Linked DNA regions of Mus musculus: regions 1, 2, 3, 4 and 5 are each linked to region 6. Evidence: chromatin contacts called from public HiChIP or PLAC-seq and promoter capture Hi-C data. All regions are on one chromosome and are shown on one strand. The core of a region is the stretch at or near the end of the contact, and the rest is flanking DNA. Distances in the headings are between cores, read along the strand shown.

Region 1 (4,846 bases), core at 238-2,737, 690 kb after region 6:
TGTAGCTGTGACAGATAGCCTTATGAAAAGCAACTTAGGGGAGGCAAGGGTTTGTTTTCGCTACAATGCCAGGCTACAGTCCACCTTTGCAGGAACATCACAGAGATGGGAGCTTGAGACAGCTGGTCACCTCTACCCAGTCAGGAACAGGGAGAGGGGAATGCCCCCATACTGTCTGCTTGGTGCTTATACTCAGTGTGCTGGCTACTTTTTATGCCAACTTGACCCAAGGTAGGATCATCTGGGAAGAAGGAATCTTGAAGAAAATGCTGCCACAGGACTGGCCAGGAGGCAAATGTGTAGGGCATTTTCTTGACTGAAGATTGATGTAGGAGGGCCCAGCCCACTGTAGGAAATGGCACCCCTGAACATGTGGTTCTGGAGTATATGAGAAAACAAACTGAGCAAGCCAGTTAGTAGCACCACTCCATTGCCTCAGCATCAGCTTCTGCCTCCGTCCATTGCCTCTGCATCAGCTTCTGCCTCCAGCTTCTGCACTGCTTAGCTCCTCCTGACTTCCTTCAGCGATGAACTGTTACCTGGAAGTATAAAGTGACATAAAGCCTTCCCTCCACAGGTTGATTTTGATCAATGGTGTTTTATCACAACCCTACAAATCCTAAGACAGCTTGCTGCCAAACCCGATGACCTGAGTTCAACGCCCTGGACCCACAATAGCATAAAAAGAGAACCAAGCCCAGAAAGCTGCTTTTTGGCCTCTACGTATATGTTTATGTGTATATACACATACACATGCACACATACATACATACATGTAATTTTTAAATGTCTTAAAGAGATATGCAAGACCTGAATTCCTTTTAAAATCACTGTCAGCTGGGTGTGGTGGTCCACGTTGTAATACCAGCATTTGAGAGGCTAAGGCAGGAAGATCCTGGGTTTCAGGCCAGCCTGAGCTTCTCAGCCAGGCCTTAGACAGGGGTAAGGGATCGCTCTGGCTGCCACATTGGATACAAGACTCCTGCAGCCTAGCACTTAGCTGCTACCTAGTGTTTCCCTCTACTCCTCCCTGCATCCTGACAACTCTCAGCATCTAGAATTGCTCTTACTGTTCAAGTGAACACGCTGCTATTGAGAGGCAATCATCTCATTAGATCTGCCTCCTACAAGTGATGCTTTTCTCTTTATCACGAGGTGGTCCATCCAACCTCCTCAAGGACTTGGGAGCTCTGTGCCCTGCACTTGACAGAGCCAAGCTTTGTGCCTTCTTGGATAGCCCTGAGGAGGCCCCAGCCCCAGAGGCCCCAGCTTCCAGAGGCCCCAGAGAGAAGCTCCAGGGAATATTCAGAAGCAACTTAGTGAGTTTATTTTGATGAACTACGATAATTATCATGCTTAGCAGCTGTTGCTATTTAAAATAAGAAAAACCTGGGCTTGAATTTCAACTGTTTGGGAAAGCATGTGCCCCACCAATCTGGTCCAACAAAACCAGACATTATGAAACCCGCAGCAGAGCAGAGCTTCTTACAGGAAGTTAAGATGCAAATCATATTTTGTTTCAAATGAGCCCGATGAATGCATAATTTTCCACAAAGAAATACTTTTGTGTCAGGCTCCTTTTGCCAAGAACCGAAGTTCTGGGGCTGCAGCTGTTAGCAGCTTCTGATTGTCCATTTCAAACCGTTGGAGTTCTGCTTTCCTAAGGGGGAGCTGGAGCAAAGGCAGGAAGAGGTCAGAACTGCTCTCCTCAGCTGCCTTCCAGAACATTCCCTGAGAGACCTACCTGTTCTCCCCAGGCTATGAGGCTTCTCCCTGGTATCTTAAGACTAGAGAATCTGAAACTCTTTCTTTGCAGGGAGAAAAGAGATAACTCTGAAGCTAAGAATACTGGCTGCTCTTACTGAGGACTCAGGTTCAACTCCCAGCATCCACGTGGCATCTCACAACTGTCTTTAACTCCGGTTCCAAGGGGTCTGGTACCCTTATTTGGCTTCTGTGGACATTGCAAGAATGTAGTGAACATGCAGGTTTATACACACACTTGTACACACTTAGACCCACAACATGGTGGTGGTGCAAAGACCTCTTCCCAACTGTCCATATACAATGAGCCTTTTCTCTTCCCCTTAGCACTTTCTCTAAGCTTAAGGTCGCTAATTCCATCTGTGAAGAGTCTTTTGTTTTCAGGCTAAGGAGATAGCTCAATAGGTAAGGTGCCTGTTGCACCGGCACAAGGGACCAAGGCAGAACCCCAGCATCCACGAATACAGCTAGACATAGCAGCATCCATGTGTGATCCCAGCTCTGGGGAGACAGACAGTTCACTGGCCAGTCAACCTAGCCAAATTACTGAGTCCAGATTCAGTGAAGAGACCGCATCAAAAAAGTAAGATGGAAAGCAATAAAAAAGATATATGACATCAACCTCCGGCCTCTCCACACTCATGTGCAAACATATGTATGTATACACAAGCATACAACCACATGAATATATATATACATACACCACACACACACAAACACACACACACACACACACACACGGACACACCCAACAAAAGAGTTTTATTTGGAGCAGAAGAAACGTAATTCGAACAAAATAAAATAAAAACAGCAAAAGGGGAGAAAACAAGGGAGGATTAAGCCAAACAACAATTTGGCTCTGGGCCTTTTGGGTCTTAATCTAGGAATGGGTGATACAGAAAGGTAAAAGGATTAAAGATCAGCCCTCCCGGCCCCGGTCTGCTACCACAGGTCTGCAAGGTGCCCACTCCCAAGCTGTGTGATTTTTCTCCAGGTATAGATAAAGATGTGGCTGAGGGATGAAATTGAGTTTGGCTTGATAAATATGATAGAAAGATACATGTCAAAAAATGCAAGAGAAATAAATGGTTGTAATCTGAGACCGGGAGAAGCATGAGACACAGGCAGAGGAAAGGGAGAGGGTAAGTCACTGAGGATACTGCACAACTGAAGGATGGCTGTCATGGCTCTGAGAGGACAAAAGACCTGCAAGGACCAGGGACAAGGAGGCTTGAGAGCAACAGTAAGTACAAACCTGTAACTAATATCTATAGTCTCTTGTGGCCCATTCTTTCAGAAGAGGAGGTCTCTTTACTCTGTTGGTGGGTAAAAATGAAGAAGTGGTCCTGTCACTCTTGTTTGAAGGTAGCTTGCCCCCTCCCAACCTCATGTTGACACTGAGTCTCCAGTATAACAGCGTTGAAAGGTGGTGGGCCCTTAGAGAAACATTTGGTTCCTACAGGCTCTCTGCCATGATGAGATTAATGCTACTCTCGAGGGGCTGGGTCACTTCTGGGAGTGAGTTCTCCATCTTGAGAAAGAACCCGGGTAGTTACTCTGAAAGCAGATTACTGTAAAAGAGAACCGAGTCTTGTGTTTCTTCTCTTCAACCTGCATCTGCTCCCTGACTACACTTCTGCGTTAGGAAGGGTATACACAGGTTCTTACTAGATGCAAGAGCCTCCCCAGAGTTTTCCAAAACAATGAGCAAAACAACTCTCTTCCTTACGGGTTAAGTTACCTGGTTTTTTATAACAGTAGAAACCAACCCAGGTGCCTGGTGGAAAGCATTTTTTTAAATTACAGGTCTCTGTCGTGTTTTGATGCAGTTCTTCAGACTGAGCCTAGGGCCTTGCACGTCCTAGACAAGTATTCTACTTCTGAAGTCTATTTCCCCATTTCTTTATTCGTTCTTAGACGGGATCTCACAAAGTTGCCCAGGCTTACCTTGAACTCACTCTGCAGCCCAGGCAAGCCTTGAACTTGACATCTTCTTGATCAGCCCCGAGTATCCAGGATGACAGACAGGCTGGCCCAGCCCTCGGGTGCTACCTGAGAAGAAAGGAAAGGAGCTGGAAAGATGCAAAGACAGGGAAAGGTGAGAGAATCAGGAGACTGGGAAATGGGATGGGCAGAAAGCAAAGGAGGGCCACTGATAGGTTTGCCTTTTGGTTAAGATTAAGTGGAGATAAGAATCTTTGGAGTGCAAACTTTGGGGATGAAGATGACAAAGACGGTTTTTAGGGAGTTTTCATGTACATTTTATGATGTGGACCGTGTCCTAGACATAAGCCCTTTGTCTTCATCTTCAGGCCAGACACTGCAAACTCCAGCACTCGGGGTTCTTGGAGAACCTTTTCTGCTATGCTTTGGTGAGAAGCGGTTTGGGTAAAGTCTCAATTCAGTTCATTTAGAACAAAGACATAGATCTATGTAAGGGTTTTAAAGTGAAGTACGCTTGGGTCCGGGCTCCAGTTGTGAAAAAGGCTGCCATAGGGTAGAGGTAAAAGTCAAAAGAAGCAAGAAGGTCAAAGGACTATGATGCTAGAGCATTAAATGAGTCACGGAAACATCATTCATATTTACTTTAAAAAGAAAGACCATGGAGCCGGAGCAAGCAGGGCAGAGCGGGCGGGGGCAGGAGCAAGAGGGAGAAAGGGAAGGAAGGGGAAAAAAGGAAGACCACTGGACTAAGGGCCAGTATCTGCAATAAACAAAGAGCAGTATCCAGGATTATGTAAAAGACAGCAGTGAGAAGGGTGGGACGCAACCGTGGGATCTGAGTGGGTATGGTCACTAGGACCAAGGGGTCCAGCTGTCCAATCTCTGCCCTAGAATAAGATGGAGAATTAAAAGCCCTGTGGTGATTAGTGTGTCAACTCGACATGACCTAGGATCACCTAGAGGACAAGCCTCCAGCCACACCTGTGAAGGACTAGCTGGATTAAAGTTAGCCTCTGAGAATGGCTTTGAGAGATTGCTTGATTGTGTGGGTTGGACCATCCTGTGGGTGGGAACACTGGACTGAAAGCAAGCTAAGCACTAGCAGTTATCCACTCTCTTCATCGCTAGGCAATGATTT
Region 2 (4,798 bases), core at 886-3,385, 510 kb after region 6:
TCTTCAAATGACATTAACATAAAAATAAAAATATCAAAGTAACAAAAAGGTTGTGAGCCAAGTCTGAGACTTCTTCAGTATATTGCCCCTACTCAGTTACCTGAATAGAAGCTCTCATACAGCCAGAAATGGCATCCTGGGGAATGGAGATGTCTGTGATCCCCTTCCATTATATGTTTGTCCAGTTAAATAACACTCAACTATGACAGCTGGTTGTGGGCACATCTCATGGGTTGTAGAAATAGCGCATGCAGCCTCAATTCCAAGCATCCAAATGGGTGTTACTACCTGTCAGCCCACAAGAAAATAATTGGTCAGAGCAATTCGGTGGAATGCCTGAAGTCAACTTAGTGTGTGTCCTTATCTATATGCTAGAACATATGGAACCGGGAAGCTGGTCTGTGCCAGTTCTTTTCAGCATTTGCTATTTCTGAGGGAAAGAACTCACAGGTGTGTGATGACATTTGTGCTTTGGGCAAGCAAGGAGCCCAGACCTAATTACACCTGCATCCTGGTCTGACTTAGAAGATGTTAACAAATGAACAGCACCAGGGCCTTTGGAGAGAAGCTGACGTTTTCAATGCTCTCTCATCCTGAATTCACCACCCCCTCAAATGTAAAAGTGTGAAAATATTTAAGAAGTGTATTCAGAAATCAAACCTTTACATCCCTTCATCCAAGGTCCCTGATATGTAAACAACAGTTTAGGTACATTTAGTTCCTTCAGCCCTTTAGAGGTATATATGTTCACATATACATATGAATGGTTCTGGGTCTGATGTAAGCACACTGTCTCCTGTGTAAATCTGAGCTCCGGAGACAGGAGGGTAGACATATTGGTTTGTTTTCTGAGGAATGAAATTGAGACAAATACACATAGACAACATTTTGCCCACCCAAGTGAGCCACCAGTCAGTCTCCCATCCCTTTAAAAAGATTAGATCTTTCCCGGCTTCTGTCTCCCTAGTGGACTCCTGCAGCAAAGAGCAAAGTTGCCTGGCTCATTGGGCTCAGGGATGAGGAGGAGGGTTGATTAGAGAATGCTGCGTGGGGTGGGCTCTGAGATAACGCGCGCGCCAGAGTGCGCTGTGGGCCCTTGTCCTTAACCCTTCCCTCTGAGGAGCCGGATCCGCCGTACTGCAGTGCCCTGAAGCCCTGATGCTGATTGCCCTGGGCTCCCGAAACTTTGCTTGGTTGTGGGCTTGAGTACGCAGAGCTGAGCTGGCTGGCTGGCTCTAGGAACGCACTAGGAGAGTGTTAGGGAAGGGACCCTTCAGCACCCGGAGTTCCTAGACTAGGACCACGAGGAACGGTGCAGCGGCAAGGGGAGCTGTCCCTTCAGCACCACGGACCTCCAACGACCCGGCCTTGAGAAGTGGGAGGCTGGGCAACAGGAGAGGAGCTGTCCGCTCAGCACCACGGACCTCAGCTCTCCGACGCAAGTGGCCGGCCCCCGCCCCAGGACTCTCCCTTTTCTCCAGTTTGCGCGGGGGTGTGGAGAGCAGGCGGAGAGCTTTCCTGGGAGGCTGGGGAAGCAGTGAACACTCTTCTCAGCGACTCGCCTCCCAGCAGAGCTATTTTTTGCCATCCGCCCTCACCCCCAGCACACGCGCTCGCACACACGCACGCACGCGCGCACACACACACAAACACACACTCACACACACATACACACGCACACACACACATACACACGTACACACACACTCACACACACGCGCGCACACACGCACACACGCTCACACGCTCACACACCAGACCTCTCTGGGTTTCTTTTGCCTTGAGTCTCTCGGGGCTGTGAGAAACCAGGCGCATCTCAAACCAAGCTGGCAGCTCCAAGCTCCGAAGCCATGCCCTGCACAAACGCTAGTCCTCACCAAGCTCCTGAGGAATGAAAGCAACCCAGGAATCCTCTGACCGCGGCAGTGATGTGGACCAACCCCCTGGAGCCCGCACCCTCCCGAGGGCCATAGAGGACTCGGGGAACTGGAGAGAGCCCAAGACAGGAAATCCCAGCTTTCCCAAAGTCCCCGTGGATGCTGACAAAAGGAGATCTGGATTTTTGGAAGAGGCCGTCCTAGGTTACCCAGCTGCAGAGTGATTCTCCCGTCTGTCACTGAATCTACCCCTCCAACCCCCAGCCGTTCAGAGTACCATGAAGAATTATGAGGATGTGTGACAGAGGTATCCAGATGTTGATCACTACTGTAGGAGCCTTCGCAGCTTTTAGTTTAATGACCATTGCAGTGGGCACGGACTACTGGCTATATTCCAGAGGTGTGTGCAGGACTAAATCTACAAGTGACAATGAAACCAGCAGGAAGAATGAAGAAGTAATGACCCACTCCGGGTTGTGGAGGACCTGCTGCTTGGAAGGTACTTACAAATTCCTCTCACTGGCTCTGAATGATCTGCTTCTAATGTCCTGACATGTGTTGGGGGGGAAATAGAGGCAATGGAGGGGAAGAAAAATAGTTTTAATTGTTGTTGGAAATATGTGAGGGTCCAGACTATGCTTCCACGGAGCCTGGTGCTGTGTGGATGGAAGGGTTGGGTCTTGTTGATTGGTTTTGGTCTATGCCAAATGTGATGTGATTTTGTAACGCTCTTAAACACCTTCTGCAGTTGAGAAAGCCTCTAATCCCGAGTCTCTAAGCATGTTGTGCACTGCTTGGATTTCTGTCTATAGAAGGAGACTTTGGATTTGTTTAATTACATTTTGGTGAATGGGGATTATTAAGGAATGGAAGCAGAGAAGACAGGAAGGTGCTGAGGGACTGATCTAACCTGGAGCACTCTGATCTGGTTTTTTATCTTTTAATCAATAAAAGCTTACCAGCCTCTTCTGAGTTTGGTCCAACTAGACATTGTCATGAACTCCCTTTGTTAACTTATACTAGGGAACAATATGTAAGCCCTAATCCCCACACCCTCACATCTAAAGAAAATGTCTTTATGAATAAGTGTTTCATTATTTAGGCTCAAAATAAAACTGAAGTCTTGGTGTTTGCTCTCCACCTGACTTCATTCATAAATCACGCCCATCACCAGCAAATGTATTTCCTTGACATTTAGATAAGACTGACTCTGAGAATTGCATCTCATTGCTTCTAATTTTAAAAATTAGAGGATTTGCTCTAAATTATAATGAGGTGGGCAGGCCATTTTAGAATGTGGAGCTCTTAGGTAGCCTATGTCACTACTAAACTTGCTTCACCACTTGAAGAGTGACTGTCAGTTTCAGTGGACAATACCTGGGTATCACAAGGAGTGAAAAAATAATGAAGAAAATCAAAGCTTTGTGAACCTGCTACCTAAGGGAGCCACTAGATTAAAGGGCCACTAAGAAGGGATTTTGTCTGCTTGGTTGATTTTTGCTGTTTCTCTGGCTTCCAGGAAGTCAGTGAAGTTTATCACAGTGATAGTCAGGAAAATACAGGCTTCCTCCCCTCCCCTCGATCTCCCTTGGTTCCTCCCCCTGCATTCCCTGTGGCATTTCTCAGGGTTTCTTGGGAACTCGCATTTATGTAAATGACTTGGGAACTAATGCTATGACATCACTTGCTAGTGTAATATTGCATCATTCTCTGGCCTCCTTCCCACGTCCTGACGCTCTGAACTCTCCTGCCTATAGCGCCACTACAGTTGATTCTGTTTCCAACACAGATTTGCAACTGGTGGGAAACCCAGGAGGGAAAGGGCTACTTCATGTGAAGTCAGAAAACACCAAGTACTGCTGCAAATGGTCTCTATACTCTTAGCTAAGAGATTTGTCCCTTTTAACTCTCAGTTAACCCAAGAAATGACTGATTCAGAATCAATAGTCTTGAGTTAGAACTACTGAAGCGTACACTGCAGCCAGTAAACTGACAGAAATTCTAAAATGTGGTTATTTCTGACCATTTGCAGTCGGCTAGCATGAGGTCATTCACCTTGGAGAATTTCCACCATTCCCTTTGCTGTGTTGGCAATTATGAATCGAATCAGTTTTGCAATGCTGTGATTGGTATATATGACGATGCCTACATAAGTGGCATTAAAAAAAAAAACCCGGGTTCTTCCCCAGCTAAAAGCCATACAGAAGTACATCAGGTTTATAGTCATTTTGCCCCTTGGAAATATTCTGGAAATGTAAAATTAAACAGTGATACTGACATTCTTCACCCTGCCTCATTTATTTAAATGTCTGTCAGGATAAAATCAGGGCCTACATTTCCTGAACCTTTCTTCAAACCTGCATAAAGAGCATTTCCTCCTCTCTTCGACATGCTGCTCTAGGCCTACAGTTCATGCCTGGGACCAAAGCCCCAACTGAGTGTTCCATGGCTTCAGTCGGGTAACTGAGAAAGGAGATTGGGGAAGAATTAGAAGGACTGGAGATGTGTTCTTGGGCTAGTCAGTTCTTTTGAGAAAACTTGTTGGAGCCTTCTTATAGTTTTTCTCAGCTAAGTCTCATGTTCTAAAGCATTCCATTCGGAAAGATACATAAACCATTATGAACCGGAAAAGTTTTTACCATCTAGATGGGCCTGGCGAAAATTTGAAGCCAAGATTCTTCTTAATGGATTGAACACATCGGGTGCTCAAGAAATTTGCAGGAACCTCTGTTTTCTGCATGGTAAGACACATGCAACAGACAGCATATATTCTAGGATCTCCATCCTCTGTAAGGATGAAGATAGATAGCCATTTCTATTCACTAGCTCCTGTCTGTCTCAGAACAGCAACATTCTCATCTTCTGGTTTTCTAAACATCAAAGAACCTATGTAAGGAGTATTTTAAATTATTTTTTTCTTA
Region 3 (4,564 bases), core at 24-2,523, 950 kb after region 6:
TTCTAGAAAAGACCAGAGGGTGGCCAGAAGCTATACAGTTTACTCAGTGTGCCTGTGTGCTAGGTGCTTGAGAGGGGGGGCTAACAAATACAGAAGACTGGAAATGGGCTGGAGAGTCCTGAAAACCTCCTCTTCTCTTCTCTTCTCTTCTCTTCTCTTCTCTTCTCTTCTCTTCTCTTCTCTTCTCTTTCTCTCCTCCTCTCTTCTCTCTCTCTTTACCCATCTCTCCTTTCTCCTCTCTCCCCCTCTTTCTTTTCCTTCCTTCCTTTTTCCTTTCCTTTTCTTTCTTTCATTTTTCAAGACAGGATTTGTCTGTGTAGCCTTGACTGCCTTGGAGCTTGCTCTGTAGACCAAGATAGCCTCTAACTTACAGAGATCCACCTGCTTCTGCCTCCCAAGCGCTGGGATTAAAGGCGTGTACCACCGCTGCCAGGCTGGAGTCTATTTCTTATAGCCAGCCCTCAGGGGCGGGTTTTAGGATCTTGCATTTTGCAGATGAGGAAACTGAAGCTCAGAGAAGCTTAGCAGCCAGCCAGATGCTAGTGTGCCCCAGGAAGTTCAGCAGCTGAAGCAGGTTCGAAGTCCAGATCTGAGGCAAAGACGGTGTTGTTCCTTCCCCGTGCCATTCTGCCCCTTGATGCCAGGCACCCTGTGCTATCTGTGCCTAGATGCTTGGCCCAGCAACAATGCCAGTGTTGGGTGGCAGCCATAGCCCTGAAGGTTTCTTTGCATTTGCCTCCTTCTCTTGCTGTTCTGAGCTCCTATTGGCCTGGATCATCATAGTGAGGGTACTGTGGCTGTGCTCAGTAAATAGAGGTCCAGGATGACTGGCTGCCCCCCCTTGCCTAGCTGGCTGGCTTAAACCAATAAGAAGCCAGAAAATATCCTATCTAAGCATGCCCATCCCAGATCCCTGACCCTATACCCCTCTATGCTGTCCAGCTATCATGGTAAATGTCTCAGTGTAACTCCTTAACAAGCTAGAGGGTTCCCTACCACCCCTGCGCTAACAGAGTTCTCTGGTGTTTGTTTTGGGTTTTGATCTCTCACTGTCCTGATGCAAGGAAATCATGAGATGTGCTACGGGCACCCCAGCTTGAATTAAGGAATGCATATGGTATAGAACCAGGGAGGTGGATTTGTGTCTCTAGAGAAGAACATTCAGTTCTGGGAGAAAGGATGCCAAAAGGCAGTCAATCTAGAGGAGGGTGTCCAGAGAGTGAAAGGCTTAAGGCCAAAGTGAGTGAGTAACTCTGAAAGCATTTGGGGCTGTCTGGCCTGGCTCAGATGACTCAGGAGAAGATAGCTCAGGAGCAGCTCTTGTTTGCTGGTGCCGGCACAATCCATTTCCTTACTTGCAGCTGAGGCTCACTCTCTCTCTCTCTCTCAACCCTGACCAACTCTTCTAACCTGCCTCTTTCAAACCCAGGCCCTGCTATCTCCTCTCTCATTCGCCACTTCCTTTCCTTATTGAGACAAACAAGAAGAAACAAATGGCTGTGTGCGGAGTAAGGGGTATCAGAACAGATCCTTCTGTTTATGTGTCCATCTGTCTGGGCTTACAGAAGATGGCACGGCTTCTACCCGCATCATCACCATCCAACCCCACCCCCACCCCGCCCCCACCCCGCTCCTCGGCCAGTTCTTTCCGCTCCTCCTATAGAGAAGCACAACTCTTGAGCTGACGATGGTTAGTGGGGATTAGTGCTTCCTGCTAGTCCTGACTGATGACCAGAGTTTGAGCTAGGAAACCCACATGGTAAAAAGAGAGGACCCATCTCTCGAAAATGTCCTCTGATTTCTACACATGCACCATGACACGTGTGTGCCCACACACATGCATGCACAATAAAAGAATCTGTTAAAAAAAAAAAAAAAGTAAAAAGCTTAAATCTTTCCTGTCCTTCAGTAAACAAACCCACTCCCGGCCCGGCCTCCTATGGTCTGGTAATAGTGTGTGCACGCGGTTTTGGTTGATTGGTTTGTTTGTTTTGAGACAGGTCTCACATGTAGCTCAGGCTTGGCTGAAACTTAAAATCATCCTGCTTTAGGCTCCTGGAATCAGAGACTAACATCATGAGCCATAATGCCTGGCTCCATTCAGGCAAACTTCCTGCGTTCTTTCCTACCTAGCTCTGTTAAATACTTCCGATCACAGCAGAGTAGTGCAACATTCCACTAAACAATAGCCAAATGTTTGATTGCCATTGCTGGCACTCGCTTTATTGAGCTGTGGCATAACCCACAGATCCTAAAAACTTACGCATTTAAAAAGTATGCAATGCAATAGGGATATTCACAGAACCATAAACACAATTTGAGAAGACTGTCATGACTACCACTATCATCTCCCAATCTCCTGCCCCAGTCTTAGGTGACCGTTCATTTGTTTCCTGTCTCTGTGGATTTCTCTGTTCAGAACAGGCCGTGTAAATGAAGTCAAGTAATAGCACGTGCTCTCTCCCACCCAGCTTCCTTCACTTAGCAAAATAGTCCAAAGTTTCATCCTCATGGTGGCATGGATCAGCTGTCCACTAGTTTTTACAACAACTAGCCTTACTGAATAATATGTACAGGTTCTACATTCATCTCTGCCTTCTTCCGTTGATAGACATTTAAGTTATCTGTACTTCTGTTAGAAAGACAGTGTGATACACATTCATGTATAAGTGTTTGAGTGCGCATTTTCCTTTCTGTTAGGGAAACATCTAGTGTTGGTAGGTCCAATGAGAGTTTGGCTTTTTGCAGCCTTGCCATTCCTGTGGGTAGGGCAGGAGGATTCCAATTTACCTATATTCTTGTCATCACTTGCCATTAACGGTCTTCCTGATGACAGCCTTCCGAGTGGTGTAAAATGAAATCTCACTGTTGCTTTGTTCTGCATCTGCACGATGACTCTTATGCCTCCCATCTGTCTTAGCTCGAGATCCTGAGCATCTTTTGATGCTCATTAGCCTATTGTACATCTTCCTTACACATGTAAAGCTTAGGAGCTGTGCGTCTGTCTGTCCTGTTGTATGAGCTCCTCATTTACCTTCTGTATGTAGTCCCTTGATAAAAATATGATGTGCAAAGATTTTTCTCATAATAAAGTGCTCTGCTTCCACTCCATCAGTGTTTCCTTTGATGCATCCACTGTCTACTTTGGATGATGTCACATTCCCCTTTTCACTGTTGTTCCTTGTGCCTTTTAGTGTCCTGGCTAAGGAATTATTGCCAAACCCGGCATCATAAAGATTTATGAGCCTAAGACGGTAAAATCTATGTTTTCTTCTAGGTGCTTTGTAGTTATTAGTGTTCATCTCTGATCCAGCTTAAATTAATGTGTGCACATAATATGTGGGAGGAACTACAATGAAGGGAAATGAAAGTTTGTCATGGGCACTGCCTTTATTCCTTGGCTTTTGGATATTATTTGCTCCAGGGTACCTTGTTTTTTTTAAAAAAAACAAAACAAAACAAAATAAAAAAACACTCCTTTATAGCTTCAAGGTGGTGACACATGCCTTTAATTCCAGCACTTGGGAGGCAGAGGAAAGCTGGCTGGACTACAGAGAGAGTTCCAGGACAGCCATAGCTACACAGAAAAACTGTGTCTTCAAAGACAAAACAAAAACAAAAACCAAAAGAAAACCAACCAAACAAAAAACCCAAAATCTCCCTCCTTCCTCTTTGAATTGTTCAACTTTCTTATTGTAGCTACCTTGACCCTAGTGTGACATTGATTTTGGGGACCATCACCTCCATTCCTTTGATCTGTGTGGCCATTTTTACAGCAGTCTCAAACTGCTAAATTAATGTGCCCTCTTGGTAACCAGCAGTACAAGTCCTCCAACTTTGTTTGTGTGTGTATGGGAGAGGGAGAGAGAAGAAGAGAGGGAGGGAGAAGGGGAAAAGGGGGAGGGAGGAGGGGGAGATGGAGAGGGAGAGAGGGGGGGAGGGAGGGAAGGAGGGAGGGAGAGAGAGAGAGAGAGAGAGAGAGGGAGAGAAGAGAGGGAGGGAGAAGGGGGAAAGGGGGAGGGAGGAGGAGAGGGGGAAGGAGAGGGAGAGAGAGGGAGGGAGGGAAGGAGAGAGAGAGAGAGAGATCTCGCTCTTGAGATAGGACTCTGGGCCCTGTCACACTAATCAAGTTCTCCACCACGGAGCTATTTACCCTGAGCACTAACTTTGTTTTCTAGCAAGATTGTTCTGTCAATTCTGGCTCCATTGAATTTCTCCATCAATTTTAGATCAACCTGTTAATTTTTACAAAGAATCCCACGGCGATTCCTCAGAAGTGACTGTGATTCCTTGGTGTGTCCTCGAAAGAGATTGTGGGATCCTTGTCCTTTCTTTCTCTTAACATTTTTTTGTGTATGCATGAATGAGTACATGTGCATTTTCATGTGTGCGTACATATGTGAACATGTACCTGGATGTATGCTGTTCAGATGGTAAAACTCCACACCCAGCTGACCTCCCAGGAAGTCCCACTTTTTTGTTGTTGTTGTTTTTTTGTTTTTTTCAAGATAGGGTTTCTCTGTGTAGCCCTGGTTGTCCTGGAACTCACGCTTTAGACCAGGCT
Region 4 (4,730 bases), core at 1,393-3,892, 760 kb after region 6:
GGTCATCTTTAACTGCATAGTGAGTTAGAAGCCATCCTGTTCCATATCAGATTCTTGTCTCAAAAGATAAATAAAGGGATGGAGAGATGGCTTAATGATTAAGAGCAGAAACTGCAATTCCAGAGTACCAAAGTGCAATTCCAAGCACCTACGTGATGGCTCATAACCACATCTCGGAGGGAGGCAACACCTGCAGACATCTGTGCACACACACACACACACACACACACACACGGCCATACGCAGACATATATTCATACACAGAACTTAAAATAATAACATTTGTTTTATTTTGTTTAAGACAGTATCTGTCTACATAGCTCTGGCCATGCTGGAACTCATCGTGCAGACCAAGCTGGCCTCAAACCCACAGAGATACACCCCCTTCTACCTCCCAAGTGCTCAGATTAAAGGCATGCACTGCCATGACTGCCTGAAATTTTTTATTTAAAAAAACAAACAACAGCAACAACAAAAACTATGGCTCAGTGGATAAAGATACTTGTTGCCAAGGACAATTCCTGGAACACTGGTAGAAGAAAATAACTGACTCCTGCAAGATGTCCCCTCAACTCCAGTTGTGCACAGACACACACACAATTAATTAACTAAGAACACAGCCTACGTGCACATACAGCATGCAAGCTGGAGTTTCGGTGGATGGACATAGCCTTCTGTCTGCAGAATCAGAGAGAATATGGCTGACCACACCAAGCCTCTTTTCCATATAGACAAGGATAAAATGCACAGGAAATGACCAACAACTGTGGGGTGTTACAGCCAAACGGAACACAACTGCCAGGTTTCAACTCTGTGTCTACCAGTTTATGTCATCCAGAACTTGAAGCTGTGAACCATGACCCCATGCACCTCCTGATTGTCCCCAGAGCAAGAAGGAAAGGGGGGATGGTTAGGGGGATGTGTTCCCCAAAAGTTCTTGTGTTGAAAACTTAATCCCAGGCACTGGCATAGCCTCATACGAGACAGTGCCTGGCAAATACAGAAGTGGATGCTCACAGTCATCTATAAGATGGAACACAGGGCCCCCAATGGAGAAGCTAGAGAAAGCACCCAAGGAGCTGAAGAGGCCTGCGACCCTATAGGTGGAACAACAATAGAAACTAACAAGTACCCCTAGAACTCATATGTCTAGCTGCATATGTAGCAGAAGATGGCCTAGTCAGCCATCACTGGGAAGAGAGGTCCCTTGGTATTGCAAACTTTATATGCCCCAGTACAGGGGAATGCCAGGGCCAAGAAGCGGGAGTGGGTGGGTAGGGGAGCAGGGCAGAGGGAGGGTATAGGGAACTTTCAGTATAGCATTTGAAATGTATATAAAAAATATCTAATAAAAAAGAAAGAGAGAGGGGGGAAAGGAAGGAAGGAAGGAAGGAAGGAAGGAAGGGAGGGAGGGAGGGAGGGAGGGAGAGAGAGAGAGAGAAAGAGAGAGAGAAAGAGAGAAAGAAAGAAAGAAAGAAAGAAAGAAAGAAAGAGAGAGAGAGAGAGAGAGAGAGAGAGAGAGAAAGAAAGAGAGAAAGAAAAGAAAACTTAATCCCCAAAGTCATATATTAATGGGCCTTGGAGAAGTGACTACTGTTAGGTAAGGTCCTGAGGATGGGACCCCAGGGTGGCACCGGTAGCTTTATAAGAAGGGGAAACTTGGACTCTGTCTCACTGTGTGATGCTTCTGCATGTTGTGACCACAAGACCCTCAGCTGACGTTAGCAGCCCACTCTTAGACTCCCCTGGCCCCAGAACCATAAGCTAATCAAACCTCCATTTCTTATAAAGTACCTTGACTCGGGCATTTTCCAGACTCATTTTCCATGGGAATATAGAGAGAGGGACTCTTACACTTTGAAGGACACTCACTACAGAATGTCAGGCCCCGGAGATAGTTCTTATGTACCCACTGTAATCCAGAACTGTCTAGCAGTAGAAACAGAGTAGAAACCAAGCAAGAATACTCCAGAAGCCATAGATGTTATAGAGTAGACTAAGAGGAAGTTTCTAGATTTTCAAAAGGAAGAAACTGAGACTGAGTAAAGTGTGTATGTGTTGGGCCACAAAACTGTGCAAACAACAACATGGAGATTTGAGTTTGGTCTGTCTGACCCCCTCCCTCCAAGAGCCACAGGCAATGCAGTGAGGGACAGCATGCTCCCATTGGCCCAAAAAACCCCAAAGAGTCACCCCAAGTTAGACATGATGACTCACACTTATAAGTCCAGCACTGGAACTGGAAGAGACCATGGTCTAGGTCAGCCTGAGGATCATAGCAGATCCCAAAAAGGGGGGAGGAAATTCATCCTAAAGACCAAAAATCTCAGGTCCTAGGCAGGACTGGGAGCCTTTATTTGGCATCTCCCAGATCCTAAGTGTGTATCTCAGCAGCTAGCTCTCGCGAGAACTCAGTCCCAGGCTAATCGCAGGTAGAATCTGATAGACTATCGGTACTGTGTCCCTACATTGGCTTTTCCTCTGCAAAATTAAACGAAGAACAACTACCCCACAGAGATTTCAAGTTAATATGGGTGAAAGTCTTATAATAGTTCCCAAAACACAGCTATACTCAGAAGCTGTCCTTGGTTCCGCTTCTGCAGAAAGGGGAAGGAACCGGGGTGACACTGGGTTATGCTGATTTCCAATGAAATCATTCAGTGTGTTCACCCTCGGGCAGATCCCCATCTTCCTAGTCAAGGGGTAAAGTCTGAAGGGGGGCAAAAGTGTTCTGGGGAAGTGGGTATGACATCCTGAGTGGGTTTGTGAAGAGATCTTTGCTTGGCTCCTTTGGAAAACATACCAGAAACAAGAGACCAGATTATCGTGAGTTGAACCTTGGGGTTAGCCTGACCTCTAGTGGTCAAATAATAAACCATCGGGGTACTTGAGAGCCGCTTAAGGGTAAACAAAAGGATAACTTTGTTTATCCACTTATCCGGTGGGTGGTTTTTGAATCCACAAGGTCTTGAGCGTGGCTAAGCTGCAGGCACACTAAGTAAGCTCCATGGTTCACATAAGTCTTAAGTGGTAGAGTTGGGGTTTTACACCAAGCCTGCTTGATTTTAGAGGTCTCTTGTTTATCCACACAGCATGATCGATGCCTGCCTTTATGAAGCCTTCATGTTTAATTCATAGAGACGGCCAAGCTGATGAAGGCCACCACAAGTATGCCTGGAATAACACAAACATATTATAACGCTCATTTTTTTTTTCAAACCGGGGAACTGCTGTTCGATGGCCTGGCACTGTGTATTTGACCACGCATTCAATGTTGAGTTAGTATATGAATTTCCACCTCCTGCTTCCTGTCCCAATGATCGCTTCATATGGACACTACAAATGCCAGCTTGTTTGAGGGTGGCTGGTCTTCCCATCTGCTCTAAAATTCAGCAAAGCCTGGAGGTTGGGGCTTTACTCCCTGAACCCCACAACAGAGATTTGCTGAACCCCACAACAAAGATTTGCTGATGGCTAAGACCACACCCGCCCAGCACTGAGTGAGTCACAGAGTGTTCAACTTACAACAGTCACCCTCAGATTTCTGGACATCAGGATGGACGATGCCAAAATGGTCCATACTCAACAGAAACTATATTTGAGATTTTAGATTTGGGTTCTTTCCCAAAATAACAAAATATGCAGCACGGTGCTCGATCCTGACACTAGGCAGAAGCAGGAAGCCATGGCTCTGATCAGCTCCATGCTTCGGAAGATAACAACCAACGCTTGACAGTATCATAAGTCATGGTGTTCAACAACTGGGTACAGTAAATGCATTTCTGGCTTAGGATGGGCTCACTGGCATTTAACCCCCACTGGTAGGTGGGATACTGGTCAAGGCATGGAAGGGCAGCCATCTGTTTCCCAGGCACCACTTGAGAGATGAGAATGTCAGTATGTCGGTATGTCAGTGTTTTCTGAGACAAATGGCACAGTGAATGATCTGTAACAAGTTGAGAACACTCTTTACAAATAGGACAGTCACTGAGTCCCTTTACAAGGGCAGATGGTGACTCCTGTGTCTGGACCAAGTGAGGAAGAACCTTGTAGCAAGATTCCTCCAGCACTAAAGAGAAAGTCCTGGGGGCTAGAGAGATGGCTCGTTCATTAAGAGCACTCCCAGAAGACCCAAATTCAATTCCTAGCACTCGTGGCTAGCAATGATCCGAACTCCAGTTCCAGTGGGGAATCTGATGCCCTCTTCTGGCCCTTCTGGGCACTGCACACATTTGGTGCACAGACATATAGGCAGCAAAATACCCACGCACATTAAATCAGAATGAACACGGCTTTAAAATAAGGAGAGAGAAAATCCTGTTTTACAACTTTTTAAAAGGCCAGCCGAACGCTAAAAGGTGAAGATAAATACAACACGCTGGAGGCGGAGTTGAGAAGGAAGGCAGAGCTGTTCTTTATATGCCCCAAGGCCCTACCTTAGAGGCAGTTACCCACAGACAGTCACTGCTGAGCACATTGGAGTAGGGAGGGGGATTAAGTACTTTAGCAAAGTGCCTAATAGAAGCTGCATACAGGAGAAGCACTTAGGTTTGGAGCATGGGCTACTGTATGCCCTGTAGCAACTCCAACTTGCTCACATCTGGATGGATCGGGACGCAGAGGCCAGCCAGAAGTAGGGCTAGCCTGTAAACCTCAAGGCCCACCAAGTGACCCACTCCCTGTAGCTCAGCCCACCTCCTAAGGTTTTCATAACTGCTGAGACCTGCCTG
Region 5 (4,387 bases), core at 660-3,159, 810 kb after region 6:
AGACCAGTCTGGGCTACATAGTGAAACCTCAGAACAAACAAGCAAAAAAATAATTAATAAGCCGGGCAGTAGTGGCACATACCTTTAATCCCAGCACTTGGGACGCAGAGTCAGGCAGATATCTGAGTTCGAGGCCAGCCTGGTCTACAGAGTGAGCTCCAGGACAGCTGAGGCTATACAGAGAAACCCTGTCTGGAAAAACCAAAAACCAAAACCAAACAAGAAAATTAATAATAAAAAAAAAAACAACAGAAGAACAAACAGGTATATTCCTTGCAGTTAAGAAGAAAATAAAGGCCAAAATCGATGACTATCTTAATAAGATGGCCTTAGGAAGGCGTTTCTGACAAGATGATTGACTTAAACCAAGTCAGAATCTGGGGCGTTAGCATTCAGGAAGTTTCTGAAAACTCTGCCACCTCTTGGATGTATGATTTTGTTCTCAGTTGCTGAACTTCCTTGAGCCTAGCCTGTAAAATTCAGAGGCTGGACATTGGACACTGTAAATGATAGTAATTGTACAGTTTTAATTTTTATTATTTATGAATTTATAAATGCAATATGTCCCGTATGCCACAAGAGAAAAAGAATGCCAACCCTCCTAAGGGACTTTGTAATTTAAAATGGAATGAGGACCCTGCAACCCAGCAAGCATTCCCTTCTTTGAAAACTCGAAAAATGCACGGCTGTTGGCTTTAGGTTTCTATCTTATAAATTGGAGATATTTTTTTGCTGTTGTTTATTTGACATTTATTAGGCCCCCTGTATTGAGGCACAGATATGCCAGGCATGGTCTTAAATATTGAAATATACTCATGGATTTAATTCTTTATTCTCTGACAGCGTCTTTGGGAGAACGGAGTTACTTCCGACCTAGGAGACTGGGCTCCAGAATTTGCAAACATCAGCGGTCAACGCGGTGCCTAGTACAAGGTAAGAGTCGGACACAGCTCTTAAGATGCTGCTGGTGGTGATGATGGTCCATTCTCACCAGCAGCTTTGGAAGAGCTCAGGGTATACAGTCTGTTAGGAGAGGAGTTGGTGAGCAGCCATCACAGTGATGAGACTCGTGCGTGGGTGGAATTCGCGGTTCACCCCCTCCGCACTTTGGGGCCTCCGCCGCTTAAGCGCCCCTTCCAGACCCGCCCGGTGGGACGGTCCGCCTCCCCCTCTCTGCGGACCCACGTAGTTTCTCCTGTTCTCCGCGTAGCCTCAGGTTCCACGCCGCAAGTCACAAAGCGCCGGGTCACGTGGGCGGGCCGGTGCGCTTTGTGACGCAGACGGCCCCGCCCCCGGCCCGCCTATCGGCGCACGCCCAAGCCCCGCCTCGCGTGCGCCGCCCGTGCAGTCCCTGCTTAAGAGACCCCGGAGTGGGGGCGCTCGCCCGAAGCCAGGCCGCGTCCGCCATAGTGCCTGGCGCGGAGGTGTCGTCGGCGCAGGGTGCGGGCCGGAGAGCGCCCGGGGTTGGGGGGGCAGAACAAAAAAAAAATAATAATAATAAAGAGGGAATCCAGCGACGCCCTCGCCGCCGCCCGACCGTTTCCGGGCTTCCCGACGCGGTCGTGGGCTCAGAGGCGACAGGAGCGGGAGCAGCGCGAGGAGCAGCAAGAGGAAGAGTCGGGCAGCCTCGGTGGTGTCCCCGGGGCCAACGAAGCCGCCTTCCGGGGCCCGGGGTGGTGAGGAAGGGCCTCGCGGCCTAGCTGGGCCCCGCACCGGCTTTGTGTCAGGCGGCGGCGGGGGGGAGGCGGAGCCGAACCGGGCGGCCGCTGGAAGGCCTCTCCTCCGCCGACCGCGCGATCTCGGCCTAGGCCGCGGGCCGCTCGTGGCCTCCGGGGAGCAGGCGCCAGGGTGTGTGTGCGGTGGGGGCCTGGGCCTGGGGACGCCGACGCCGGTCGTCCGGAAGCCGGGAGGAGGCGAGAGGCCGCTCGTGGACTCCGGGCCTAGGCCCTCTCCCCGCAACCTTCTCCCGGGGCCTGGGTCACCCCCATCCACGGAGAGAGACTAGCCGGGAGGTGCGGCCGCTATGGACCCCTGACCCCGCGGGGTCATTCGGACTCTAACGTGTGGACTGACCGCTACTGACTGCACCGCCTGCCCCCGTCTCCTGCCGGCCCTTAGCATGAGCGAGTGGGACCCAGCCGGGTGACATTGTGCCGGTTGGCGGATCCTCGATTGCCCCCTTTCCTGTCTTGCTCCTCCCTCATGAAGCGATTCTGAGTACGGGGGGTTCCGGATTATTGTTCTCACGGACCCCCGCTTGTGGTTGGGGGGGTATTTAATCTGAGGCCTTAGGGTCCTTCGTTGTCTTTTGAGTGTTTTGTGTGTGTACATATTTTGCTCTTAAGTTTATAAATATACATATATTGAGAGTGTCCACGTCTCCTCGCTGAACCTTAGGAATCTTTTGCCACAATGTCCTGTGTGCACTATAAATTTTCCTCTAAACTCAACTACGACACCGTCACTTTTGATGGGCTCCATATCTCCCTCTGCGATTTAAAGAAGCAGATTATGGGGAGAGAAAAGCTGAAAGCTGCCGATAGCGATCTGCAGATCACCAACGCACAGACGAAAGAAGGTAAGAGGCACACGGGCCGCAGATATTTATTGGGGGGAGGGGGGGGCGTCAAGGTTGGTATTTTAAGTTTCTTGTTTCAGGCTTGAACTCCATTCTTACCCGTTGTCATACACAGAGTTTCATTGATAGCCAAGGATTGCAGCACCCGACCTTGGAGTTTAACTGGCCTTCTGAATGCTGGGATCTGTCTTACCTAGCAGGCTGGTTTTCAAAATGGGGCCCCACCTCCTCCTTAATTAAAGTTTTTTAAACAGTGGGATTGGGTTGAAAAGAGAAAAGGGTTGCTACCTGAGTCTGTTGGGTGTTTGCCTTGTGGCCTTTCCCTAACTTGTTTTTCCATCAGGAGAGGAAAGCCTGTGTAAGGTTTCCTATTGGTTAAAGCAGCAGTAGATATAACTTGTTGGCTAATCTAGCAGCGTTTTGAAGCTGATAGCAATTGTCCACTGGCCTTTTATTTATTTATACGGGGTTGCTTGTAGAAAAGGTATTTTTGAGGATTTAGTTAGTGCTGGAATTGGTTTTGTATTTAAAAAAATGTTCTGAGGTGAACACTCTGAGGTGTAATTCCAGAATTAGTGATATTTACTCAAAAGTTATATTCTGTAGCCCAGACTGGCCTCCAACCCCAACAACCCCTTTTGAGCTTCCCAAGTGTGGGGAATGCAGGTGTTAGACCACACTTAACTGTTAAGCAGTTCAGAAAAGTTTCAAAGTGCAAGGCCCTGGGCTCTTCATCCGACACCACCAAAATATATGTGTGTGTGTTTTTCTAAAAAGAATGCTACCATGTGTGAATGTAAGTAAGCCACTGGTTATAAAATTTGAGCTCTTCATTTTAAAAGTAATTGGGTCTAGGTCCCATCTGTCTGTCTGTCTCTCTGATAGTTTCTCTGTGTAGTCCTGACTGCCCTGGAACTCGGATCCACCTGCTTCTGCCTCTCTAGTGCTGGGATTAAAGGTGTTGCGCCACCTTGAACTCGGATCTCTTGCCTCTGCCTTTGAGTGCTGAAATCAAAGGGGTGCACCACCACCCCTGAAAACATCATAGTACTGGGACTTGCTGCCTTTGAGTGCTGAAATCAAAGGGGTGCACCACCACCCCTGAAAACATCATAGTACTGGGACTTGAATGGTGGCAATGTCACAGTCTTCTCTGACTCTAAACTTGTTTTGCTTTCTTTTTCTCAGGGTAGTAATGCTCATGGGATGGGCTCTGTTAGACTTCTAACATTCATTGATAGTGTGAGAAGAGAGTTCTAAATGGAGTTGTTTTATTTATGTTATGGTCTTAATTTTTGGCCTTCTCTACTTAGATCAGGCTAGCCTCTGACTCAGATCAGCTTGCCTCTGACTCACAGATCAGCTTGCCTCTGCCTCCTGAGTGCTGGTATCAAAGACATGTTCCACCAAGCTAAATTTGATAAAAGGTGTGGGATAGGGTTTTTGGTGAGGTTTTGGGGTGTGGTCTCATCGCTATAGTCTGTAGTGTGGTAGGTCAACTAAATCTTGTCAGGTAGAAGACCAGTTTTTCATTTGTAGTACAGACATGCAAATTATAATACTAATATTGTCCGCCGGGCGGCGGTGGTGGTGGTGGTGGTGGTGGTGGTGGCGGCGGCAGCAGCAGCGCATGCCTTTAATCCCAGCACTTGGGAGGCAGAGGCAAGCGGATTTCTGAGTTGGAGGCCAGCCTAGTCTACAAAGTGAGTTCCAGGACAGCCAGGGCTACACAGAGAAACCCTGTCTCAGAAAAAAAGAAAAAGAAAAAAAAAAGAATATTGTCTGTTTTCCTTAAGTACCATTTTGATA
Region 6 (4,536 bases), core at 82-2,581:
GTACAATCGTTACCCAGAGACTGGGAAAGACAGCAGCACTGCCATTTTTTGCTCAATCCAGCAATTGGATCTTGCTAAGACCCTCCTGGGGGAACTAGAGCAACAACAGCTTCTAACGGAAGGTATCACTTAAGTGCCCAGATAGGCAGGGGGGCAAAGAGGGTGTCTGGGAACAGTGACCAGAGCTGGCCGTTTTTTTCTATGAAAAGCCACACGCCTGCTCTGTGTGGCCACTCTTTTTACATGTTGTAAATCCATTTTTTTTTTTTTTTCGAGACAGGGTTTCTCTGTATAGCTCTGGCTGTCCTGGAACTCACTTTGTAGACCAGGCTGGCCTTGAACTCAGAAATCCGCCTGCCTCCCCAGTGCTGGGATTAAAGGTGTGTGCCATTACGCCCCGGCTCATTTTTTTTTTTTCCTAAGTGAAGGCTGAACGGACACTTCGGCAGGGCAGACTTGGCCTTGGTATACCGGCATGCTAGCACTCTTCTAACCAGCTACCCCCCCACCTCTGACTAAAAAATTAATTTTTTCTATTTGGGGCTCTGGGCCACACAACTTGGAACAACCCAGGTAACCTTGCATCGCGGGGCAGACGTCCGGTGTTTCTTACATATCACAGGGCATAGGAATCATCTGAAGGTCTTGTTTGACCGGCAGGTCATGCCTGGGAAGTTTCTTTCCTTTGGGGTTAGTGGAGCGGTAGCTGAGGCTGATCTCGGCTAACTTGTAATCCTGAACCCACGCCCCTCCTTTGCCTTCTTAGGGAATTCCAGGTGCTGCAGATGCTGCTGGCCTCCTGCGTTGTTCAAGAGAAGGGTTGAGTTACTTCTCAGGGGCTGGGAGCCCCTAGTGCCACAGAGGAGATCGGTCCGTTGCGCCGTGAAGGTGCATCTGCCTGCTGAGCTTGCTCAGTTTTGGGTTTATTTAGGCTAGCCGGGGAGAGGGCTGTCCACCGCGGAGGCGGTGCACTCTCAAGCTACCGGTTGGCCTGGAGTTTCAGTTCTAGAAGGCCGGGTCCGGTGGAGGAAGGTGTTAGATCTTAACAGTTAGGAGAAGCCCCTGGAGGAGGCGCAGGTGAACCACATGAGCACGCCCCAGCCGAGGAGCAGAAAGCAGGACAGAATCCTGTTCTTCTAGGGATCTTCACGTAGTTGCTTCGTTCCTGGTTTCCCAGGCAATCCTGAGCAAACGCAGTCCTCCAGTCCCTGCCCATTAAAAATTTCGCCGGCAAGATCGGAGTTTAAAGGCGGCTGCGCCGTAGAGCACTCCCATGGTGCCGCGCGCTGGGCGGGTTTGTATTTTAAATCCCCGCGGCCAATCAGCAACGCGCAGGCCCTTGTAACGTTCCCAGCGCCGCGTTTGAATTCGGGGAGGAGCGGAGCAGAGCAGGACCCTCTGCACCGACTCAGCCAGGTTCGTGGAGCAACTTCGGCATCATGAATGCAGCGGCCAAAGCTGGAAAGCTGGCTCGAGCACCAGCCGACCTCGGGAAAGGTGGGGTTCCGGGAGATGCAGTTCCCGGTGCCCCAGTGGCCGCCCCGCTGGCGAAAGAAATTCCGGAGGTCCTAGTGGACCCACGCAGCCGGCGGCAGTATGTACGGGGGCGCTTTCTGGGTAAAGGAGGCTTCGCCAAATGCTTCGAGATCTCAGACGCAGACACAAAAGAGGTGTTCGCAGGCAAGATCGTGCCTAAGTCTTTGCTGCTCAAGCCCCACCAGAAGGAGAAGATGTCTATGGAGATCTCAATTCACCGCAGCCTAGCACACCAACACGTCGTAGGCTTCCATGACTTTTTTGAGGACAGCGACTTTGTATTTGTAGTTTTGGAGCTCTGTCGCAGGAGGGTGAGTGTTTCAGTCGCAGTGCTGGGGCTCCCACACCTGGAACTTGCTGACAAAGGGGCACCGAGGTTTTGGAGTGACCTAGAGGAGTGGTTGGGTTTCAAACTTTTATGGAAAGGCTTCTAGCGAGGGTACTTGGCACTCCGAACTGCTGAGGCCGGGGTTCTGGGGAAACCGAGACCAGATCCTGTTGCTATTAGGGATGGAGCTCCCAGACGCAAGGCAGCGAGTCGGTACAGGAAATGGATTCATAAAGTGGCTAAGGAAGGGTCCCAGGCTTGGTGTGCCACGCACCTCTAACTTCCGGAGTGGGGCAGGGTCGGGGGAGGGGGCGGCTGTTTGGAGTCAGATTTTAGAGCTTTCAGGAAAGGGAGGGAATCTCCTGCCAGGAGGAAGCCCTGGGTAGGGGAGTCGAGAGTGGGGTTGAGAGAAGACTCAGGAGAGGGTCTGGTGAATGATAGTGACCAACCAGTGTATGGGTAGAACTATCAGAAACCTGCTAAGACTCTCCACTCCGAGCGTCTAGTCCTAGCCACATCCAGCTAGCCACTCTTCTTGGACTTCAGTGACCTCTTTCTCCCTCCTCAGTCCCTCCTGGAGCTGCACAAGAGGAGGAAGGCACTGACCGAGCCTGAGGCCCGCTACTACCTGCGACAGATAGTCCTGGGCTGCCAGTACCTGCACCGCAATCAGGTCATTCACAGGGACCTCAAGCTGGGCAACCTCTTCCTGAACGAGGATCTGGAGGTGAAAATAGGTGAGGTGCTGGGCCTTCGGGTGTCTGGTGTCAGGGCAGGAGGGGACAAGGAGGGGAAGGTGAGGAAATAGAGATGCTGCCCTCTAGTTAGGAAGTGGAAAGTGTGTGTGTGTGTGTGTGTGTGTGTGTGTGTGTTTGTGTGTGTGTGACACTTTCCTTGCCTTTTTTTTAGATGCATTGGTGTTTATGCCTCAACTCAGTAGTTTTGAACTTGGGGCCCCTCCCCCAAATGCTTCTCTATAACCTAGCACTGAGCCAGACCCTCAGCCAATTTCAGGTCTGGACTTACGCTGTAGAGTATGGCAGGCAGCATCTCCTCAGGTGTCTCTTTACTAAGCTGAAAAACCTGCCCCCTTGAGTCTGATTGGCCAGTCCCTAGATCCCTGTCACTTCTCCACACACTTGCCCAGCAGCAGTCACGAAGATCATCTACTTGATTCCCCAGTGCATCTAATTCTGCTATCCTGTGCATTTTAAATTTCATTTACTTATGAATGGAGACAGGCTAACTTCAAGGAGTCAGTTCTTTCTTTCCACTGTGTGGGTCCCAGGATCGACGTAGATCATGTTATCAGTCTTGGCAGCAAGCCCCTTTACCTCCTGAGCCACCTTAACCACCGTAACCCTGCTATCTAAAGAGGTGTGTGGGAGGCTGGCTAGGGCCAGTACAGTGGAAGGGTTCAGGGACTCTGGGGCCTCAAGCCACTAGTTCTCAATGCTCAGGATCAAAACAGAGCTGCCTGCAACCACAGACAGCCCGGGCTTAGCAGCTGAGCACCCTCTCTTCTTTCCTCTGTCCCAGGGGATTTTGGCTTGGCAACCAAAGTGGAATATGAAGGGGAACGAAAGAAGACCTTGTGTGGCACTCCTAACTACATAGCTCCTGAGGTGCTGAGCAAGAAGGGACACAGTTTTGAGGTGGATGTGTGGTCCATTGGGTGCATCATGTAAGTTGGCAATGGCCTTGGCTCCTGGGCCTCAGCAGGGCTTTCTGAGGCTTCTCACCCAGTTGACTTTGCCATGTGAATCTTTCTACCTTATAGAAAGGCTGTTTTAGTGGACAGGCTGTCCCACATGAAACCCTGCTTTTCATATATCAGTCTGGCGTAGGCTGTTGGATTCCTGTAACTTGACTTGTTGGTCCAGGGAAGGGATCAAAAAGTCCCTGAACTTTTCCTCCTGGCCCTTGGTGCTTACTAAAAGTATGCACAGATCCAAACCATCAACACCTGAGAGCTTGTTAGGAATTCAGAATTTCAGATCTGAACCTGGGTTTAATACAATCCCTGCCTGACTTTCCATGGAGCATTGGAAGTCCTGCTGAGTGCTGAAGGGAGAACTAGGCCAGTAGAAAGCCTGGCGATAGGCAGAACCACCACGGTGGCCTGTGGTGGATAGCAGTGGCCTCTGGGGCACTGGGAGAGTCCTCGGTCACTGTAGGCCAGAGCCGTCAATTCCTGGCCCCTTGGTACACAGGTGTTGTCACTTGCATCCTTCTGAGGGCTTGTCCCAGCCTTTGGTTGCTGTGTCACTGGACTGACTTGGAGAGCATCCCCGTCCGTTCCCAGTCAGTAAGTCCAGCACAGCTCCCTTCCTTCCTACGGTCCCCAGACGATGACTTCTGCATTTGGATTTCCCTTGGAGTTTGAACAACAACAACAACAACAAATCCCTTCTTGTACCCCCAGGTATACCTTGCTAGTGGGCAAGCCTCCCTTTGAGACCTCGTGCCTAAAAGAGACCTACCTCCGGATCAAGAAAAATGAATACAGTATTCCCAAGGTGAAGACCACACTTCCTGTTTTCATTTATATTCCAGCCAAAAGCTATTTACTGAGCCCATCCTGGGGACAGAGATGAGTCAGTCCTACTTCTAGTATAGCCACGGAGAATGGTGTATGTCTGATGCTGGCCCACACTGCATGTTGAGTTTGC

Evidence for each region. Promoter capture Hi-C pulls out the DNA fragments that hold promoters and counts their contacts. HiChIP or PLAC-seq counts read pairs in DNA pulled down with a chosen protein or histone mark.
Region 1: a contact with region 6 is called in a promoter capture Hi-C map of hippocampal neurons, with 3 times the contacts expected there. The contact joins the enhancer-like site here to the promoter of Plk1 in region 6. A contact is called at or near these places in 3 of 39 promoter capture datasets (hippocampal neurons, liver and pre-B cells) and 3 of 115 datasets of contacts at active chromatin or transcription factors (bone marrow-derived macrophages, large pre-B cells and pro-B cells).
Region 2: a contact with region 6 is called in a promoter capture Hi-C map of neural stem cells. The contact joins the promoter of Cacng3 here to the promoter of Plk1 in region 6. A contact is called at or near these places in 5 of 39 promoter capture datasets (hippocampal neurons, liver, neural stem cells and 1 more), 2 of 115 datasets of contacts at active chromatin or transcription factors (astrocytes and bone marrow-derived macrophages) and 1 of 9 other capture datasets (macrophages).
Region 3: a FOXA1 HiChIP or PLAC-seq map of pancreatic cancer cells shows a contact between it and region 6. The contact joins the enhancer-like site here to the promoter of Plk1 in region 6. A contact is called at or near these places in 1 of 39 promoter capture datasets (liver) and 2 of 115 datasets of contacts at active chromatin or transcription factors (embryonic stem cells and pancreatic cancer cells).
Region 4: an H3K4me3 HiChIP or PLAC-seq map of bone marrow-derived macrophages shows a contact between it and region 6, with 5 times the contacts expected there. The contact joins the enhancer-like site here to the promoter of Plk1 in region 6. A contact is called at or near these places in 7 of 39 promoter capture datasets (cranial neural crest, embryonic stem cells, liver and 3 more), 1 of 484 Hi-C or Micro-C datasets (bone marrow-derived macrophages) and 17 of 115 datasets of contacts at active chromatin or transcription factors (the 230-238 cell line, T-cell acute lymphoblastic leukemia, acute myeloid leukemia and 11 more).
Region 5: an H3K27ac HiChIP or PLAC-seq map of embryonic stem cells shows a contact between it and region 6, with 7 times the contacts expected there. The contact joins the promoter of 4930413G21Rik here to the promoter of Plk1 in region 6. A contact is called at or near these places in 20 of 39 promoter capture datasets (the 3T3-L1 cell line, 3T3-L1-derived adipocytes, the C10 cell line and 13 more), 7 of 484 Hi-C or Micro-C datasets (LSK cells, cortical neurons and embryonic stem cells), 30 of 115 datasets of contacts at active chromatin or transcription factors (the 230-238 cell line, the NIH/3T3 cell line, the SCID.adh cell line and 19 more) and 4 of 9 other capture datasets (adipose tissue, embryonic stem cells, liver and 1 more).

The regions. Positions count from the first base shown.
Region 1 is chr7:122,846,089-122,850,934 of GRCm38.p6, forward strand. No RefSeq gene overlaps it. Among named protein-coding and RNA genes, the nearest start is that of Gm39082, 76 kb to the right of the region's middle. Within about 2 kb of position 1,488, at least 14 of the 459 cell types and tissues checked have an H3K27ac peak or open chromatin away from gene starts, as enhancers often do. A contact at or near this core is called in hippocampal neurons, where this site is marked.
Region 2 is chr7:122,669,609-122,674,406 of GRCm38.p6, forward strand. It overlaps Cacng3 (calcium channel, voltage-dependent, gamma subunit 3), which reads left to right and starts at 2,136. Exons shown (of 4, transcript NM_019430.2): 1 at 2,136-2,376. The coding sequence starts at 2,166.
Region 3 is chr7:123,109,053-123,113,616 of GRCm38.p6, forward strand. It overlaps a transcript of Tnrc6a not described here. Among named protein-coding and RNA genes, the nearest start is that of Tnrc6a, 13 kb to the right of the region's middle. Within about 2 kb of position 1,274, at least 146 of the 459 cell types and tissues checked have an H3K27ac peak or open chromatin away from gene starts, as enhancers often do. A contact at or near this core is called in pancreatic cancer cells, where this site is marked.
Region 4 is chr7:122,917,524-122,922,253 of GRCm38.p6, forward strand. No RefSeq gene overlaps it. Among named protein-coding and RNA genes, the nearest start is that of Gm39082, 4.6 kb to the right of the region's middle. Within about 2 kb of position 2,643, at least 83 of the 459 cell types and tissues checked have an H3K27ac peak or open chromatin away from gene starts, as enhancers often do. A contact at or near this core is called in the 230-238 cell line, acute myeloid leukemia, bone marrow-derived macrophages and 1 more, where this site is marked.
Region 5 is chr7:122,968,550-122,972,936 of GRCm38.p6, forward strand. 4930413G21Rik (RIKEN cDNA 4930413G21 gene) reads right to left here and starts at 1,910. Exons shown (of 1, transcript NR_045614.1): 1 at 509-1,910. Rbbp6 (retinoblastoma binding protein 6, ubiquitin ligase) reads left to right here and starts at 2,015. Exons shown (of 18, transcript NM_011247.2): 1 at 2,015-2,578. The coding sequence starts at 2,413.
Region 6 is chr7:122,158,104-122,162,639 of GRCm38.p6, forward strand. Plk1 (polo like kinase 1) reads left to right here and starts at 1,332. Exons shown (of 10, transcript NM_011121.4): 1 at 1,332-1,847; 2 at 2,433-2,601; 3 at 3,404-3,548; 4 at 4,290-4,383. The coding sequence starts at 1,440.